2 separate regions of the Mus musculus genome follow, and region 2 is linked to region 1. Evidence: chromatin contacts called from public promoter capture Hi-C data. All regions are on one chromosome and are shown on one strand. The core of a region is the stretch at or near the end of the contact, and the rest is flanking DNA. Distances in the headings are between cores, read along the strand shown.

Region 1 (2,700 bases), core at 111-2,610:
GTGGGGGTGTCAGGGAGACAGATTTACCCCACTAGCATTCCACCAACCTATGACAGCCAAAGATGACAAAGACACAGGAGAAGACAGTACTATATAATGAGCTGCAAGGATAAGGAAATAAAGGAAGAGCTCTAAGTGGAAGATTGGTTCTAAGAGTTCAGCAGGCTGGCTCTACTTGTTTTTCTGCTTCCTTTTGTGGAAGTTCAAACCAGCTGACTCATCCTTCAGGGTTAGTCTCATGTCAGACCCTGAACAGTGACAGCAAGAAAAGGTTTCATTGAGTGGTCGTTAAACTTTTCCTTTAATCTAACAATACATTATATGTCCTTAAATAAAAAAGACAGTTTGTCTACCAATGTAATCTGAAGACTAAAGATAGCATAAATGTGCATATGAAGTCTAAAATAAATACTCAAATGTTTATTCTGGTCTCTAAGTAAGTATGAATTACATACACAAACAAGCTTAGGATATAAATATTACTTTTTAAGCTCTAACTCTATTGAGATACTTTCCCAGGCTGTATCTGGAAATATAAACAAGGAGCTGACTTACCAATGGTGGGGTCATGGTCTTCTGGGAATCGGTGGCTGATGAACTGCATTGTCATGGCTTCAAAACAAGAGATGCAACTCAGGACACTGTGACCAGGAAGTATTTTAGCTATCAATTTTGCACAAGAGCCAGTAACCCATCTGGGTTGCTTTTCAAACGTTGTGTGGCAAACAGAAATGGTTACCTACCACTCTTCCCAACTCCACCGGCACCCAGCATCACTAGTTTGTATTCCCGGGAGAGTGCTGCAGGGCTGCTACAGCTGCTACCAATGGGGCGAGCTCCGGACTCCATTGTCCTCCGGGGCAGTCCTGGGCCCCTGGGAAAGGCCTCCTAGAGGAGAAGGCACAGAACATTCAATCCAGGATGGAAACAGTGGGCCACAGTGAGAGCCTCCTTCTTCCGTCCCCAAACACCATGGCCTACTCTGCTCATTGCAGAACGCTAAGAAGCCCTACATCCTCGCCCTTCACAATCAGTCTCAGTCCTAAAACAGATCATAGATGTCCAAACTTACTTTTTCCAGAAAACTAAAAAGAACTTAAAACTTCAGATTGAGGCAGCGTGCCAGTAGGAAGGAGCCGGATGAGTGCAGAGCGCTGCCTGACACTGTCACGTTCTTTCACGGTGGCCGTGGCTCCCCCACTTCACCACCTTTCCCGCCACCGTCACCCCCCCGCCCTGTTCACCTGAGCCTGTACCTCTGAAACCAGCTTTGAGGCCGGGTGGTAACCCGCGTTCCTTTCCCAGCTGCGCCCCACAGCCCAGGGCCCCGCCCGGGTCCTGGAAGATGGCGCCGGTGGGCGGGGCATGACCCTGAGCCCCGCCCCCACAGCTGACAGATACTCTGCTCCGCCCCGCGCCTAACTCTAACTCGCTAAGCCCTCTGGTCACATACGAATCTCAAGGCTTGCACTTACAAAAATGGATGTTATATTAATCGAACAGATACTTTTAAAGATTTATTAATTTATTATATGTAAGTACACTGTAGCTGTCTTCAGACACTCCAGAAGTGGATGTCAGATCTTGTTAAGATGGTTGTGAGCTACCATGTGGTTGCTGGAATTTGAACTCAGGACCTTTGGAAGAGCAGTGCTCTTAACACCTAAGCCATCTCTCCAGCCACGAACAGATACTTTTAAAGTGATTAACTTAGGGCTATTTGCTGCTGGTAGAGGGAAAATATCTGTCACCAGATGTACAGCACAACAAACCCACACCCCCTCAATCTTTCCAAAATACAGAATTACATTAGGGTAGGTATGGTACTTGCTACAAAGCAGCGCTTCATTTTCCAAAAACGCTGTTACATCAAAAGCTCTTGAAACCAAAACCAGATGATCGCGGTATCCAGTTATTCTAGTTAGAATTTTTTTTTTAAAGATTTATTTATTTATTATATATAAGTACACTGTAGCTGTCCTCAGATACTCCAGAAGAGGGCATCAGATTTCGTTACGGATGGTTGTGAGCCACCATGTGGTTGCTGGGATTTGAACTCGGGACCTTCGGAAGAGCAGGTGGCGCTCTTAACCACTGAGCCATCTCACCAGCCCTCTAGTTAGAATTTTAAATTTTAAAATTATTAAGACAAATACAAGTCAGATAGGATGCAAGCACATCCATATAAACCAAGCATTTGGAAGGTGTCTGTGCCAAGCAGTACAAGGGCCACCTTGGATACCAGCTAAATTCGACATTGGGTTACATGAAACCCTGTCTTAAAAGCAGAGCTCAGGAGAGATTATCAGTAGTTAAAAACACTCCTTGCGGGGGCTGGTGAGATGGCTCAGTGGGTAAGAGCACCCGACTGCTCTTCCGAAGGTCCAGAGTTCAAATCCCAGCAACCACATGGTGGCTCACAACCATCCGCAACAGGATCTGATTCCCTCTTCTGGAGTGTCTGAGGACAGCTACAGTGTACTTACATATATTAACAAAATAAATCTTTAAAAAAAAACAAAAAACACTTCTTGCTTCTGGATTCAGTCGCTAGCACCCACACAGTGGCCCACAACCATCCAGTTTCAGGGGATCCACAACCCTCTTCTGACCATTTGCAGGCATCAGGAATACAAATGGTGCACATATATACACATAAGCAAAAACATACATATGAATAAATACACCTTTTTAAAAAGC
Region 2 (2,700 bases), core at 188-2,687, 700 kb before region 1:
TGCCACATGTCATGAGAGCATATTTATTTGAAAAGATATTGTGGTTTTAGCATGCCTCCAAGTCACAACAGAAAATCCCAGGAGAAATGTAGATGTCAGACCCCGTCCAAACCTACTGGGTCACAATTTACATATCGTAATATCTAGGGATAGCGAGATGGTTCAGCAGGTAAGAGTAAGACTCCGCCACCCAAATTGGGATAGATCCTAGGCCCCACATAAAGGTGAAAGAAAAGGGACTCCAGAAAGTTGTCCTCTGGCTTCCATTTGCATGCTGGGACACTGCTGTCCTTCCTAGTCATACAATAATAGTAAAAGCTTTTTTAAAAAAAAGAAAAAAAAAACCCAGATGATTAAGCTATTTTTCCCCAGCAAAGCAAAGGGTGGAGGGGCACTGAAGTAGGAATGAAATGTTGTGAGTACCCAAAGTGAGTCCAAGGTACTCCTGCGTACCCCTCTCTCCAGGGACCCATCATTGGGAAGTGATGTTCTGGAGGCAGGTGGGGCAGGAAAGGGTTTTTACATTTTAAAGTCAGAGAAGCTTAAGTAGTTTTTCCCTTTATATTAGAAACAAACGAAGGTTCCACACCCTGCAGCTCACACCTCATTGTTAATGCTAATAACATCTTCACCTTCCCCACGCCTTTAATCCCAGCATTTGGGAGGCAGAGGCAGGCGGATTTCTGAGTTCGAGGCCAGCCTGGTCTACAGAGTGAGTACCAGGACAGCCAGGGCTATACAGAGAAACCCTGTCTCAGAAAAAAAAAAAAAAAAAGAAAAACCATCTTCACCTTCTCAAATTTAAGAGGCAAAGCCAAGCGGTGGTGGCCCACGCCTTTAATCCCAGAACCTGGGAGGCAGAAGCAGGAGGAGTTAATAAACCTGGTCTACAGAGCGAATTCCAGCTACACAGAGAAACCCTATCTCGAAAGAGGAGAGAGGGGTAGAGACAGAAAGAGAAATGTGATGCAATGAAGTGTAGTAACACATGATTTGAATCCCACCACTCCCCAGGCAGTTCGAGACCAGGCTGATCGGTTTAAACAAGTTACTTCCCGGGCTATATACTGGGGCTCTGTCTGAACTGTTTTTTAATATTTGAATGAAACAGAATCAGACCTTCATTTTCTTCTAGTACTACAAAGCAGCACCCGACAGTCCCACCCGACAGTCCTTAAAACACCTCCCAATATTTTCCCTTCGAGTACCAGAACACTTTAAGTCCCGCCCTCCATGGGCTAAGGCCAGGCCCCTATTTTTACTTCCGGACAGTGATGACTACATGGTGTTGCCAATAACAACTTAGCATTTCCTCTAGCTCCGCGATGAGGCGCGTGAGCGATTGCCGGTTAGACCAATAGAACCACTGGTAGGAGTGAGCGACAGCCAAAATAACCAATCAACATGAAGCATTGTAAGGCGGGACTTTGAGTACGGAAGCTGTCCTAGGACATGCGGAAAGGAAAGAGCGAATGACCCTGTGCAGGGGGCAAAATAGAGGTGGGATGATACGAGATCAGTGATCTGAAGCCTGGTGAGAAAAAGAGATCTCGGGATAGAAAGGGTGCAGAAGTAGGTTGAGCCCTGGTCATTGGCGGAGGGAGGAAAGAAATGCATTTAAAGGGACCCTAAGGCCCAGAATAAGGTAGACATTTAAAGGGACAGGTGATCCGAAGAGAAGAGACATTTAAAGGTGCAGATATACCCAAGATAGGGCAAATTTTAAACCTGCTCGGCAGACGGAGATATCTAAAGTGGTAGGTCTTGGGAAAACATGGCACTTTAAAGGAATAGGAATCGAGACGTTTTTAGGAACCTGGGGCTTAAGAGTATGTTAAAGAGGCCGGAGTAAGGGTGACTAAAGAAGATTGAGCCTTCCTTCCTCTAGGAAGAAGGTACACTCCTGACGTCTTCATTGTCCTTTCTGGCTCTTCCAGGTTCCCTCAACCCCGGAACTCAGGGTATGGCCTCCTGCATCCTGTAGACCTGGCGGCCTCTCAGTACATACGGCCCCAATTTGGGGTTCTGAGTGGCTACTGGAAAGCCTTGCAAAAGAGCACAGAGGGCAGGACCATGGCATCTAGGGCCTCTGAACTGCCCCCAGGATCAGGGCGCAGCGTGACAGCAGGCATCATCATTGTTGGAGATGAGATCCTTAAGGTGTGTCTGGAACGGAAGAGGGGAAGAGTGTGGCATTCTATTGTCGTGGACTCTTTACGGTGAAAGGAGGGAAACCGGAGTAGGAATCCCCTTTCTTGCCAAAGTCCGGCCCTGGAGTGAGTCCTAACACATTGGAGGAAAAGTGACCCTTCGGTTGAGTGTTTCTGTTGAAAGATGGGTAGTAACTTTCCTACAACTTGCTACGAAGTATGACTGGGGGCAGAGTAGCCACATAACAAGTGACAGGTGGCACAGCAAGTAGAGGAAGCTCAGCAGGCTGGATAGGCGAGCTAGAAGGAAGGTAAGAGAAGAAAGGACTCTATTCTGGACGGCCAGGGTGCTGTTAGAGGATGTGGCAAGCATGGGTTGGCAACAGTAATAGTTACCCTGATCTTTTTTAGTGTCTACCAGAGGCTGGTCTGCACTTAACTATATCACATGTGGCCTTACAAACTTCAAAAATTCCATGAAATTGGGGTTTTTATTACAGATCTCTATAAATTATGAAACAGCCTCAAGGAGGTTAGGAAACTTACCCCA

What was found. Promoter capture Hi-C pulls out the DNA fragments that hold promoters and counts their contacts.
Region 2: a promoter capture Hi-C map of hippocampal neurons shows a contact between it and region 1, with 2.6 times the contacts expected there. The contact joins the promoter of Flad1 here to the promoter of Rit1 in region 1. A contact is called at or near these places in 2 of 39 promoter capture datasets (hippocampal neurons and liver).

The regions. Positions count from the first base shown.
Region 1 is chr3:88,715,514-88,718,213 of GRCm38.p6, reverse strand. Rit1 (Ras-like without CAAX 1) reads right to left here and starts at 1,360. Exons shown (of 6, transcript NM_009069.4): 1 at 1,257-1,360; 2 at 744-888; 3 at 556-612. The coding sequence starts at 849.
Region 2 is chr3:89,410,618-89,413,317 of GRCm38.p6, reverse strand. Flad1 (flavin adenine dinucleotide synthetase 1) reads left to right here and starts at 1,437. Exons shown (of 8, transcript NM_177041.4): 1 at 1,437-1,534; 2 at 1,938-2,160. The coding sequence starts at 2,074.